Linked DNA regions of Mus musculus: region 2 is linked to region 1. The links are chromatin contacts, called in public HiChIP or PLAC-seq maps. All regions are on one chromosome and are shown on one strand. The core of a region is the stretch at or near the end of the contact, and the rest is flanking DNA. Distances in the headings are between cores, read along the strand shown.

Evidence for each region. HiChIP or PLAC-seq counts read pairs in DNA pulled down with a chosen protein or histone mark.
Region 2: a CTCF HiChIP or PLAC-seq map of large pre-B cells shows a contact between it and region 1, with 2.8 times the contacts expected there. The contact joins two enhancer-like sites. A contact is called at or near these places in 3 of 15 datasets of contacts at CTCF or cohesin (the NIH/3T3 cell line, large pre-B cells and pro-B cells) and 2 of 115 datasets of contacts at active chromatin or transcription factors (embryonic stem cells and large pre-B cells).

What each region holds. Positions count from the first base shown.
Region 1 is chr11:22,674,579-22,681,815 of GRCm38.p6, reverse strand. No RefSeq gene overlaps it. Among named protein-coding and RNA genes, the nearest start is that of Gm40816, 24 kb to the right of the region's middle. Within about 2 kb of position 4,270, at least 13 of the 459 cell types and tissues checked have an H3K27ac peak or open chromatin away from gene starts, as enhancers often do.
Region 2 is chr11:22,778,314-22,785,550 of GRCm38.p6, reverse strand. No RefSeq gene overlaps it. Among named protein-coding and RNA genes, the nearest start is that of B3gnt2, 78 kb to the left of the region's middle. Within about 2 kb of position 4,635, at least 87 of the 459 cell types and tissues checked have an H3K27ac peak or open chromatin away from gene starts, as enhancers often do.

The DNA.
Region 1 (7,237 bases), core at 3,021-5,520:
AAGTTCTTCCCCACTTTCTCCTCTATAAGTTTCAGTGTCTCTGGTTGTATGTGGAGTTTCTTGATTCGCTTAGACTTGAGCTTTGTACAAGGAGATAAAAATTGATCAATTCACATTCTTCTACATGCTAACTGCCAGTTGAGCCAGCACCATTTGTTGAAAATGCTGTCTTTTTTCCACTGGATGGTTTTAGCTCCTTTGTCAAAGATCAAGTGGCCATAGGTATATGGGTTCATTTCTGGGTCTTCAATTCTATTCCATTGATTTACCTGTTTGTCACTGTACCAGTACCATGCAGTTTTTATCACAAATGCTCTGTAGTACAGTTTTAGGTCAGGCATGGTGATTCCACCAGAGGTTCTTTTATCCTTGAGAAGAGTTTTTGCTATCCTAGGTTTTTTGTTATTCCAGATGAATTTGCAAATTGCCATTTCTAACTCTTTGAAGAATTGAGTTGGAATTTTGATGGTGATTGCATTGAGTCTGTAGATTGCTTTTGGTAAGATAGCCATTTTTACTATATTAATCCTGCCAATCCATGAGCATGGGAAATATTTCCATGTTCAGAGATCTTCTTCAATTTCTTTCTTCAGAAACTTGAAGTTCTTATCATACAGATCTTTCACTTCCTTAGAGTCACACCAAGGTATTTATATTATTTGTGACTATTGTGAAGGGTGTTGTTTCCCTAATTTCTTTCTCAGCCTGTTTATCCTTTGTATAGAGAAAGGCCACTGATTTGTTTGACCTAATTTTATATCCAGCTACTTCACTGAAGTTGTTTATCAGGTTTAGGAGTTCTCTGGTGGAATTTTGGGGGTCACTTATGTATACTATCACTGCAAATAGTGATCTTTTGACTTCTTCCTTTCCAATTTGTATCCCCTTGATCTCCTTTTGTTGTCTAATTGCTTTGGCTAGGAATTCAAGTACTATATTGAATAGGTAGGGAGAGACTGGGCAGCCTTGTCTAGTCCCTGATTTTAGTGGGATTGCTTCAAGTTTCTCTCCATTTAGTTTGATGTTGGCTACTGGTTTACTGTATATTGCTTTTATTATGTTTAGGTATGAGCCTTGATTTCCTGATCTTTCCAAGACTTTTATCATGAATGGGTGTTGGATTTTGTCAAATGCTTTCTCTGCATCTAATGATATGATCATGTGGTTTTTGTCTTTGAGTTTGTTTATATAGTGGATTATGTTGATGGATTTCCGTATATTGAACCATCCCTGCATCCCTGGAATGAAGCCTACTTGATCGTGATGGATGATTGTTTTGATGTGTTCTTAAATTCAGTTTGTGAGAATTTGATTGAATATTTTTGCATCAATATTCATAAGGGAAATTAGCCTGAAGTTCCCTTTCTTTTTTGGGTCTTTGTGTGGTTTAGGTATTAGAGTAATTGTAGCTTCATAGAAAGAGTTGGGTAGAGTACTTTCTGTTTCTATTTTGTGAAATAGTTTGAGGAGAGTTGGAATTAGGTCTTCTTTGAAGGTCTGATAGAACTCTGCACTAAACCCATCTGGTCCTGGGATTTTTTTGGTTGAGAGACTATTAATGACTGCTTCTATTTCTTTAGGGGATATGGGACTGTTTAGATCATTAATCTGATCCTGATTTAACTTTGGTACCTGGTATCTGTCTAGGAAATTGTCCAGTTCATTCATGTTTTCAAGTTGTGTTGATTATAGTCTTTTGTAGTAGGACCTGATTATTATTATTATTATTATTATTATTATTATTATGGATTTCTTCAGATTCTGGTGTTATGTTTGCCTTTTCATTTCTGATTTTGTTAATTAGAATACTGTCTCTGTGCCCTCTAGTTAGTCTGGCTAAGGGTTTATCTATCTTGTTGATTTTCTCAAAGAACCAGCTCCTGGTTTGGTTGATTCTTTGTATAGTTCTTTCTGTTTCCACTTGGTTGATTTCAGCCCTGAGGTTGATTATTTCCTACCATCTACTCCTCTTGGGTGAATTTGCTTTCTTTTGTTCTAGAGCTTCTAGGTGTGCTGTCAGGCTCCTAGTGTATGCTCTCTCTAGTTTCTTTTTAAGGCATTCAGAGTAATGAGTTTTCCTCCTAGGACTGCTTTCATTGTGTCCCATAAGTTTGGGTATGTTGTGGCTTCATTTCATTAAACTCTAAAATCTCTTTAATTTCTTTCTTTATTTCTTCCTTGACCAAGTTATTACTGAGTAGAGTGTTGTTTAACTTCCACGTATATGTTGTCTTTCTATTATTTATGTTGTTATTGATGGTCAGCCTTAGTCTGTGGTGATCTGATAGGATGCATGGGACAATTTTGATATTTTTGTATCTGTTGAGGCCTGTTTTGCAACTGATTATATATTCAATTTTGGAGAAGGTACCATGAGGTGGTGAGAAGAAGTATATCCTTTATTTTAGGATAAAATGTTCTATAGATATCTGCTAAATCCATTTGTTTCATAACTTCTGTTAGTTTTTACTGTATCTTTGTTTAGTTTCTGTTTCCAGGATCTGTCTCATGATGAGAGTGGGGTGTTCAAGTCTCCCACTACTATTGTGTGCGATGCAATGTGTGTTTTGAGCTTTACTAAAGTTTCTTTAATGAATATGGCTGCCCTTGCATATGGAGCATAGATATTCAGAATTGAGAGTTCATCTTGGTAGATTTTTACCTTTGATGAGTATGAAGTGTCCCTCCTTGTCTTTTTTGATAACTTTAGGTTGAAACTCGATTTTATTCGATATTAGAATGGCTATTTCAGCTTATTTCTTGGGACCATTTGCTTGGAAAATTGTTTTCCAGCCTTTTACTCTGAGGTAGTGTCTGTCTTTGTCCCTGAAGTGGGTTTCCTGTATGCAGCAAAATGTTGGGTCCTGTTTATGTAACCAGTAAATTATTAGTTTATGTCTTTTATTGGGGAATTGAGTCCATTGATATTAAGAGATATTAAGGAAAAGTAATTGTTGCTTTCTGTTATTTTTGTTGTTAGAGTTGGGATTCTATTCTTGTGCCTACCTCCTTTTAGGTTTGTTGAAGGATTACTCTCTTGTTTTTTCTAGGGCGTAATTTCCCTCCTTGTGTTGCAGTTTTCCCTTTGTTATCTTTTGAAGGGCTGGATTCATGGAAAGATTTTGTGTGAATTTGTTTTTGTCGTGGAATACTTTGGTTTCTCCATCTATGGTAATTGAGAGTTTTGCTGGGTATAGTAGCCTGGGCTGGCATTTGTGTTCTCTGAGGGTCTGTATAACATCTGTCCAGGATCTTCTGGCTTTCATAGTCTCTGGTGAGAAGTCTGGTGTAATTCTAGTAGGTCTGCCTTTATTTGTTACTTGACCTTTTTTCCTTACAGCTTTTAATATTCTACCTTTATTTAGAACATTTGGTGTTTTGATTATTATGTGTTGGGAGAAATTTCTTTTCTGGTCCAGTCTATTTGGAGTTCTGTAGGCTTCTTGTACACTCATGTGGATCTCTTTCTTTAGGTTAGGGAAGTTTTCTTCTATAATTTTGTTGAAGATATTTACTGGCCTTTTAAGTTGATAATCTTCATTTTCATCTATGCCTATTATCCTTAGGTTTGGTCTTCTCATTGTGTCCTGGATTTCCTGGATGTTTGGATTAGGATCTTTTTGCATTTTGCATTTTTTTGATTGTTGTGTCCATGCTTTCTACAGAATCTTCTGCACCTGAGATTCTCTCTTCCATCGCTTGTGTTCTGTTAGTGATTCTTGTATCTATGGCTCCTGATTTCTTTCCTAGGATTTCTTTCTCCAGAGTTTTCTTCCTTTGTGATTTCTTTATTGTTTCTACTTCCATTTTTAGATCCTGGATGGTTTTTTTTTTTCCCCTTCACCTGTTTGGTTGTGGTTTCCTGTAATTCTTTAAGGGATTTTTGATTTTGTGTTTCTTTAAGGACTTCTACCTGTTTAGCTATGTTCTCCTGAATTTCTTTAAGGGAGTTATTAATGTCCTTTTTAATATCCTCTACCAGCATCATGAGATATGATTTTAAATCCAATCTTGCTTTTCTGGTATGTTGGGGTATCTAGGACTTGCTGTGTTGGGCATATTGGGCTTTGATGTTGCCAAGTAGTCTTGGTTTCTGTTGGTAACATTCTTATGTTTGCCTTTCACCATCTGGTAACCTCTGATGTTACATGTTCTAGCTGTCACTGGCTGGAGCTTGTTCCTTCTGTGAGTCTGTTAGCCTGTATCAGCACTCCTGAGAGACCAGCTCTCTCCTGGCAAGACCAGTGCACTGAGGGTTGTGGAACAGCCCCACCTCCTGGCTGCAGATGTAGGCATGTAGGACCTGTCCTAGAAGCTCTGCTGCCTGTGCTCTCCTGCACAGACCCGCCTCAGAGAGACATCAGAGAGAAAATGGCGATCTCACCTGAGTTCTAGGGTCAGAACCCTCCCTGGAGGCAAGCTCTCCTCTGGCAGGGAAGCTGCACAGAGGACTGAGGATCAGCTCCACCTCCTGGCTGAGGATGAGGGCCCCATAGGATTGTGTCCAAGAAGCTGTGTTGCTTCTTCAGCCTGAGCACTCCTGTGCAGACCTGCCTCAGAGAGACCCCGGAGAGAAAAATCAGTATGTTACTTTTAATCCTAAATTCAACTGTCACCCTGGGCATCATATCTATATAAGGTTTCTGGTGCGATGACTGACATGTTTGAATGTGCCCTCTAAGACTTCATGTGTTAGAGGCTTGGGCTTTTGTATAGCAATTTTTAAATTTTAGATTTATTTTTATTTTATGTGAATGAGTGCTTTGCATGCATACATGTATATTCACCACATGCATGCCTGGTGCCTACCGAGGACAGAAGACAGTGTTGGTTTCTCTGGAACTGGAGTTACAGTCAGTTGTGTGTCATTATGTGGGTGCTGGAAACCTATTCTAGGCCCTTGGCAATAGCTACACATGCTCTTAATCACTGAGTCATCACTTTAGCCCCTTATATAGCAATCTTGTGAGCCGGTATGGGCCTTTAAGGAGTGGAGTTTAGTAGGGGGTGTTGTCACTGGGAACATGCCCTCAGGAGAGATCACAGGACACTATGTTCCGTAGCTTCCTGTTTGGTGATATGATCTTGCCCTCCTGCATATACACGTGCCACCTGCCATGGATTCCACATCAGAGCCAAGCAGATGCCAGCATCTTAACCTGGAATTGTCTGACATATAAGTGAATCTCTCTCTCTCTCTCTCTCTCTCTCTCTCTCTCTCTCTCTCAAATAATGTCAGCCTATCACATGTATATTAATGAAGCAATAGGAGAACATACTGATACACTGATATGGACCATAAAGATAACAAAATACAGCCTCTAATATGTTGACTCCTCTTCAGTGGGCCATTCATGTTACGTAATAGTTGATCACTTAAAAGAACACAAAGTAAGACGTCACAGAGCCCACAAAGTGGATCTTTTAATTTTCTGTTCTTGACTGCTCATAAACTTTTATCTAATAAATGACAAGAATGTGTGTGTGTGTGTGTGTGTGCGCGTGTGTGTGCATGGGTGTGTGCAAGTATGAATTTTCTTTTTCTATAAAGTATGATTTATTTACTTTTTTAGTAATTCAGAAATACGTTTACAAGTTCTTTGATACTTACCACTTCAAAGTGGAACCAAATCCCCCCTAGAGAATGAGAGTGAGCTGTCTTTTTCATAGCATAGTTTGTGGAAGAATTAACAACATTTTCCTTTAGGACTCTCAAAACTGTCCTGGAAGGCTTTTTCTGCTTTCTCTTTTGCTTACTTGCTGGGGAAATGGAGCAGGGGTGGGGAAAACAGCAGTTGTCATGTGAGGATACCCAAGCAGTTCCTTGGGGAGGTCTGTGTGGCAAGGAACTGAGACCTTCTGTCAAAACCCATGTGGGTGAACCATCTTGGAAAGAAGTCTTCTGATGACAGCAACCTCAGCTGACTTTCTGGGTGCAGAAAAGATCTAGCTGAGCAGTCACTCAGCTAAATCACTGCTTGACTGGGACCATGAGGTAGCAATGCAGGGGCGTTGGTGTCCTTCTTGCTGACTTGTTACACAGTAGTAACATAATTATCCTTTGAGTAAAACCATTCTTGCTGGTGATTTGTTACAGATTATCCTTTGAGCAATGCTTACCTTTGAGGGATTTTTGAGAATTTGATAGAAATTATAGACCTCTTTAGGAAAAACATCACAAACATATCAGCATGTAACTCAATAGTTTCTGGGAAACCATAATGCTGTGTAAAGGCTCATTCAGTGGTCTTATATTTAAAGCTCCATCCTGAAATATGAGAACATTCCAAGGATGACCCCTCCCTGAGGATTACTAACAAAACATTTATATAATCCTGAGTTCGGTTTGTTTTTCTTTGACATGGAAGAAGCGGTTAAGAGGCACTGGCTTCCCCTCCTTGGCCCAGGTTCTTGCCACCAGCTCATCTCAGAGGGCAAAGGAGTCAAACTAGCTTTTCCCATGGTTCTATTTTATGACAGTTCTTGTGGAAAGAGAATCAGGGTAACTGGTGGTGTTTCCAGGGAAGACTGAAATAGTGGTTACTAGAAATACAGGAAGGAAGTGTGCTCTTAAAGATTAAAACTCCAAAGCAGACTGCGCAATGAGTTGGCTTCATTTATGTTCTCAGAGCACATGAGAAAATTTGGGGGAGCTCTGACTGAACTCAGTCTTTAGAACCCTGTGCTCTTCTGCTCTTCCCACCCAAGGTCAGCATCATAGATTCAAAGGAGAAGCGTCATTTCTCTGTTTTCTATTTGGGGGGACAAAGACTTCTGAGAGGACAGAGTCTGAAAGGGAGAGCAGTTAGATTTCCTCTCTAAGTCCAGTGTCTTCTGAATCTCTTGACACCATGATTTCCAAGCAAATCTAGAAAGTCTTATAAGGCTAGGGTCCGCTTCCTCTTCAGGAACCCCCAGGGTGATATCACAGTGTGATATCTGTTAGGACCATTACCCTGGGACTGCATCAGACAGGAAATATAACCCAGACAGAGAAACAGAGCTTAATAACAAGACAGTGGCTTCAATTTGGAGCAAATCTACTTTGAGGAAAGTCTATCTATTTATTTCCAGCCCCACACACCTCAGAGCTGTGACCTGAAGCATTGAACTTGGGCTTGGTATGTGCCAGGCGTGTGCTTTACTGCTGAGCTACGCCCCCAGCCCTGGTTTGGAGAAACTTTGAAGATCTATTGTTCTGGGATTCAGAATGAGGTTTAGATGTGGTAACATTTGA
Region 2 (7,237 bases), core at 3,386-5,885, 100 kb before region 1:
TAAGGGTCTATGACTTACTGAAGAATGACACCCCAGGTTCAAATGGGATGTAAGTGCAAAGAGTGTTTTATTCTGCAGAAGCCCAGTATTTTGTGGTCTCCCTTTACCAAGATAGAGAGACAACCAAGTGAGCCTGATTTAAAGCACATTAGGAAATTGCAAAGTAGGTGGGCTTTGTCTTACTCTATCTCTAAGGACATTCTATTACTGGGACATGGGGGCTGGCTGGAAACTGCTGACCCATTGTCCTTGCTTTCGGCCAGGTGATGGGGCAGTTTCTGATTAGCTGCCTGAAGCCTGGGTTTTTAGCTCTAATGTCTTGAACTGCCTATTTGAAGCCTGTCATGGAGTCAGCCTGTCTCATCACCTATGAGAATGACCCAGGAGAGTGAGCTTTCAAAGACACAATAGAGTGGTGACCAGGAGACAGAATGGGAATTGCCATCCATGTTTAAGTTTGGAAAGATGAAATTGTGGATGAGGGAGATGGCAGGGATGATTGCACAACACGGACACACTTACTACCATGAAGTGGATGCTTAAACTGCAATTAAAAATGTTAGCTATTTCCAGTTTGTCCTCAACAAAGCTCTAGCATCTAATCCTCTCACTCCTACTTGACAGGTCTGTGTTCCAGTTTCCCATAATGTTTGGAATCTAGTATTAGCTCAAGGGTCCCTGAGTGGTCGCACAGAGGATACTACCAGATGCAAGATCGATAGCAAAAAGGACAGTGTTAGAAGGGACAATCAACAAGGACAGGCTAAATGACTGTCAGAAGCTCCTTCCCTTGCTCTTTCAGTTCTCCTAGTTGGGGACAGTAATTTAGTCCCTCAATTCCCCTGCTTAAGAAAAAAAAAATCCTCAACTCAGTAACTCAGCAAAAGGATTATTGCATGGTGGTTCAAGGCCTCGTGACTCAGTGTTATGTAACAGCCTGGTCTGCTTTAAAATAAAAGACATCAAAACACAAACAGCACTGTTCTGTTACATTTTAATTTCTTGGCATGTCTGTGCATGTAATTGGAGTTTAGGGGACAATTTTCAGGAATCAGTTCTCTTGCTTCCATCAGCTGGCACCTTGAGCCACTGGGCTATCTCAGGGAAAACCTGCCCCCTCATCTTGTGTTTTACCTTTTTTTAAAAAAAAGCATTTATAGATTCATTTTATTTCATGTTGGAGTGTTTTGTCTGCATGTGTATGTGTATACCATGTGTGTGCTTGGTACCCACAGGTGTTAGCATTCTGTTTATTTTCTGCTCCACAGTTACCTGGCAACAGTCAGGTAGGCCTGACCCCCTGTAAAAGGGGCTGCTTGCCCCCTCTCACTCTCTTGCTCCCTTGCTCTTTTCGCCTCTCTCCCCCCATTCCCTTACCCCTCCCCTCTCTCCACGTGCTCATGGCTGGCCTCTACTTCTCTACTCTCTCTCTTTCTCTCTGCCTTTTTCTTCCTCTACAACCATCTTGACTCCCCTCCCCATACCCTTAATAAACTCTATTCTATACTATACTGTCCTGTGGCTGGTCCCTCAAGGGGAAGGGATGCCTTGGCATGGGCCTGCTGAGGCACTCCCTCCCCCCATACCTGACTACACCTCCATAGAACATAACCTATCTTTTTATAAACACAACATTGTTGTCGTGACTCGGATTTAGAAACTCTGCAGGTTTCCATCGCCCCTGCTCTCACATGGAGATCCATACTTGCTAGCCTAAACTTGAGAGAACAGGTTAGTCCCCTCCTCACTCTGGTCAGAGTAAATGTCCGCATGGTCCCAGGGGAGAATTCTTGAGCTCAGAGCTACCCCTATACTGCCCTTAAGAATGGAGACATTCAGACTTTCCACTGACCCTTGTACTAGGACTTTTTCCCTTTGGTGAGATCTTCCTCTCTCCCTTTGAGACAGTTTCTTTCTCGAGGCTGAGAATCCTAGGCCAGGCCTGGATAAACTGTTCTCTGGGGGTATCAGCCCAGAGCATAGTCCTCAGCCCTCACGTGTCTCACCTATGGGTCTGTTCGCTGCCTTGGACATACTTTCTGGAATGTCTTGGTCTAATTCACAGTTAACAGAAAACAATATCTCTACATGGCCACTAAACTGGCACTTTCTCGCTAGTGATTTGTAGCTTAGACTTCGCCTCCCTCTCTCCCTCATTTGCCCACTTCCACTGGCCACTGCAGCTGCTGGTTCCGCAGGTTCACCGCCTAAAAAACAGTTCTGGCTCCACCTCTTGTGTCCTGCCAGGGAACCTGTGAAACTTGCTTTCCCCGTATGTGTGACCACCTGCTACCCCTATACTTGTGAGCTTTCTCGAGAGAGGGACTCCTGCGCTGTGCCCGCCAGTAGTTGCTTTTGGGTGTCCTGCTTGGCTGCAGCCTTGAGAAAAAGTTTTGCCTTTTCCAAGAATCCATCTTCCCATGCATGCGCGGGAGCCCCTCCCGCCCCCTCTCTCTCACTCTCTACCTGGGACTTATAAAGTGAAGGCTTGCAGCTCCATGTGCCACAAGAATAGCGTGCACGTTGCTGGGGTGCTACTTCAGGTGCTTCCTTTTCCACGCCCACCACAGGCTCCAACAGCTGGAAGCACTGGGCCATGACTTCCTGCTGCTGAGAGGAAGTCCCACCCCAGCTTGGCTGAAGCAAACACATCAGGTCAGCTGCTGTCTGTCACCGCTGCTGCTGTCTTGAAATGAAGGCAGCAACAGCCATATGTGCACGCCTCTCTCAGCCGACCGGCCTGCTCTCTTTACAATCTGTTTCGTCAGTGATACATGCTCGTGCCCCTGGCCTGTTCTCGTGGCCTGCCTGCACAGTCCTCATCACAGGCCTGAACCTACCTGGGCAAACTCACTTTCTGTCACCACTATCTCTCTACTTACACAACCTGTCAAAGCCACTTCAGATTTTCATTCTTATTCTGTCTTGATTTTCATTCTTATTCTGTCTTGATTTTCACTACTGCCATTAAATTGTGGTGTGCTCTATTCAGATATAACCAATCGATATAGCCCTCAATCTTATCAGAAGTCTGCTAATTATTAATATATGTAAGTTTATAACAGACAGAATCTCCTGGAACCTTTAACTGTTAACTCCCACAAAGTCTCAGAAGATTTGAACCCAGCTTCAAGACAGATATAAATTTCTTAAACCTTAGGATAATGATGTCTTTCTATTTGTCCTATTCTGGCTCTGTAAGTAGTCAACCAACTCCCTGTTCTGTGCTTCTGTCTTTGACCATCTTATTTATTTATTTATTTATTTATTTATACATACATACATACATACATACATATATACATACATACAGTACATTGTCTTCAATTCACACCAGAAAAGGGCATTGGATACCATTACAGATGATTGTGAGCCACCATGTGGTTGCTGGGAATTGAACTCAGGTCCTCTGGAAGAGTAGTCAGTAATCTTAACTGCTGAGCCATCTCTCCAGTTCACCTTTGTTCATCTTAAACAGAGTGTTGCCTGATTCTAGATTCACAAATTAAGGCAAGCCCAACTTAGTGAGACCCAGTCTAAAAAAAACGGACACAATCCCTAGGTGTTCCCAGGTTGAGATTTCTATCTACACTGTAGGGGTGTTTCCTGCTTCATGCCTTGTCTCCAAAGGCTGCTGCTGAGGCTACAGTGACCCTCCTGGGCTCCCTTCCTAGCTCTCTACCATCTATATAGACAATGGTACCTGTTTAGCTGCCAACTTCAAGCCCTCTGCCACCTCCAAAGCCAGGACTATAGAGGCTTGTCATGGTGTGCCCTCTTCCTTCACGAATCCCCTCTTGTCAGGGCTCATACAGGACCTTGTCTCTTCTGGAGCCCAACAGTGTCATGTCGTCTTCACTATATGACTCAGATGTGACAGCCATATCCTTAGCCTTGGGGAATTTATTTTTACCCTATCTATCTATCTATCTATCTATCTATCTATCTATCTATCTATCTATCTATCAACAAGGTTTCTCTGTGTAGTCCTGGCTGGAGCTTACTCTGTAGACCAGGCTGGCCTTAATTTCAGTTCTGCCTCCCAAACCCAGGGATTAAAAGCATGTGTGCACTACCATGCCCTGCCACACCCAGTGGTGAGCTGCTCTTTAACCTTTGCATCTTCCTGGACTTTTCATTCTGTGGCCAGCATTTCCCAACACCCAGAACAGCTGTGAGTGGCTGGACTGGAAAAGATCCTGAGAGAGGTCTCTGCAGCATTCCACAGTCTCATCTCCCCAGGTTCAATGAGACAGTTCAGGCCTTCCTGCCTTTGAGAGCCTCTTGCTGAGTCTGCTCATGGACCTAAGGCTTGGCTACCTGGATTTTCTTTCTTCTCCCTTTCTTCCATGTCTCTCAGCCACATTCTCTAGGGTGGTCCCTATGAACTAAAGGTTTCTTCTGCATTTCTGGGCACTGCAATACAAGATCTTCTAGGAGCCCAGAAGCCCTCAACTCTCTTTGTGTAGCCTGGAGCGGAATGATGGCTCACTTTCAGTAGCCTGAGAGGACAGTAAGGCATTTCCTGTGGTCCCTCCACCACATCCAAAACTGGACCCTGCTCTAGGCTGTAGTCTTGGGTGGGATGGATGTGCCGTACTTGGCCTGCAGTCTGCCTGAGTCATTCTTCCTGGATGGTTCACTCCTGATTTCCAGGGCAGCTATGTGAAACAGATCTTGACCAAGATTGGGAGCAAGCCACACCCTCCATTACCTCCTGTTTTTAAAATCACAGTTTTTCTTTTCAGTTGTACATGGGAAACAACAATAAATAACATAGTCAACTGGAAGGGGAGAGGGAGAGAAGAGGGACTGTTGTGTCATATGGCTCTCTGAGAAATTGCTCCTAAATTATTTATCACACTCACACACACATATATAAACCTATCGTTCTCTCTCTCTCTCTCTCTCTCTCTCTCTCTCTCTCTCTCTCTCTCTCTCTCTCTCTCTGAGACAAGATCTTTGTAGCCCTGACTGTCCTGGAACTCACTATGGAACCAGACTGGCCAGGATTGTACAGAAATCTGTCTGCCTATGACTCTCAAATGCTAGGATTAACGGCACAAGCTACTGGCATACTGCCTGGCATATATGTTTAGTTCCTCTTAGACCACTGCATAGCCTAAGAGCTTCCTGTTAGAAGGAAGCCTACTTTCCTAGAGGCAGGATGGCTTCTTCCTGTTGACTTGTGTCCTACTTCCTGCTCTTAGCCTAAGGACTCAGGGCCACAAAGTGAGAGGCCTTGAATAGTTGTCCCAGCAGCAGCCGTGGAAGTCGCCAAGGAAGCAATTACTCCTGCACTGCCACCAAGTCCATCTCCACTGTTCAGGCAGCAAAGGCATCAAGAGGCGGTGAAGTTTTGTGTTGCAATTTCTAAAAATAAAATTTGCTAATTTTGAAATACATTTGAGATTTCCTTTGGTTTTACAGAATTGCTCACAGGTCCATCTCTTCTGCCTGCTCTCAACGGTCACACTGCTACCCTTCTCATGGTAGGCTAACCCGAGAAAGTTCTGTTAACCCTTCTGCCACCTGCCTCTGACTGTGAGAGGCCACTGCCTTGTCTCAGCTGTCTGGGCCTGTCACAGATACCTCAGGTTGAGTGGCTTCAACACAGGCATTTGTTTCTCATTGTTGATGCTGGATCAAGACAGTACAGTTGGGCTCACTGTTGAAGTTCTTTCACTCAGGGGACAAGCCCACCATGAGGACACCACTGTCACAACCACAGCTACCCAGAGTCATCTCCTCAAATCCTTGGTGTCAAATACAAGGAGTCAGCAGTCCAGCCTGAACGGTCAGGGTGCACAGCAGGGTGGGCTCCCTGCCTTCCTGTGGGTAGCCCCCCAGTTCCCACTCATGCTTGCCAGGGGTAACTGAAACACTGCCAGCTTTCCTCTTATCTTCCAGGACTAGCAGCAAGAAAGTGCCTCCTAAAATTATTACCCTGGATGCTATTGGTTTTTGACAGTGCTTTTTGAAGAAACCCAAGAACAGTGGAGTGTTGTGTTCCTTTGTCTTCAAGGAAGCTACTGCAGAAAAACCCTTCCTGGAGGAGAAAGTTCTAAGATGCTGACATCAAGCTGCCCTCTGTGCTGTTCTGAAGATATCCCAGGCTGCTACATGTCAAAATGCATTAAATGCACAGTGACTGTTTGTCCTTTGTTCCTCCACTTCTGAACAATTATTCATAAGCATGCCCTTTCACTAGAAAAGCACTAAATCAAATTTTGCCATGATGTGTTTGGTTCTAACCAGGACACAAGGTGGTGAGGTGGCTGCAGGTGAGTCTGTGTTTTAGCTCTGGTCTTTTTAAACGCTTGTCTCTGTTGATATGATGTTGGTGGTTTCATTGTATATAGGAATAATAAATAATTACAGCCAGCATTTATTGAATTCTTTACATGTGCTCAGACAATGAATCTTTACAGAAATCTGAGATAGATATTTTTATCCATGAAACCATGAAATATCAAATAATCTAATTTTCTTCCTGCTCTTCAGATTCTGAGAATATCCTAGCAAAGAACAAATTTTTACTGTTGTTTGGTTGGTTTTTAATTTATGTATATGGGTGTTTTGCTTGCATGTAAGCCTGTATAGCATGTGTATGCCTGGTGCCTTTAGTGGTCAGGAGAAGGCTTTGAACTCCCTAGGACTAAGTTACAGATGGTTGTGAACCTTTATGTAGGGCCTGGGAGCTGAACTCTGACCCTCTGCAAGAGTAGCAACTGCTCTGAATTGCTGAGTCATCGCTCTAGCCCTTTGGTTTGTTGATTTTTGTTTTTGTTTTGCTGTTGTTTGTTTGCTTTTAGTCCAGGCTGTCCTGGAGCCTGGAATCTACCGGCCCCTGCCTCCTGAGGCTATAGAAATGTGCCACCATGTCCAACTAGAAGAAATCTTTATTGTTCTCTAAAATTGAGATCGAGAAAGAGAAGAAAGAGAGTGTGTTATAGAAACAGAGAAAGAGAAAGACAAAATCAAAATAAAGATGTGGAGGAAGACTGGAAAGGAGGAGAGAGAGAGTAGGGGAGAAAGAGGAGACTAAGGAAAAGTAAGGGTGGAGACAAGGAAAGGGTGGGGGTTGGCAATCTCTGGTAAGAAGAGAGGAAAATATTTTTTTTAGTTCTGGTGCGAGCTCCCCATCCAGGAAAAACTTGGCAGAGAATCTGTCATAATTCACCTTATATAAGATGCAATCAGGTGCAAGATATGGTCGGTGGCAGGATGTTATTTT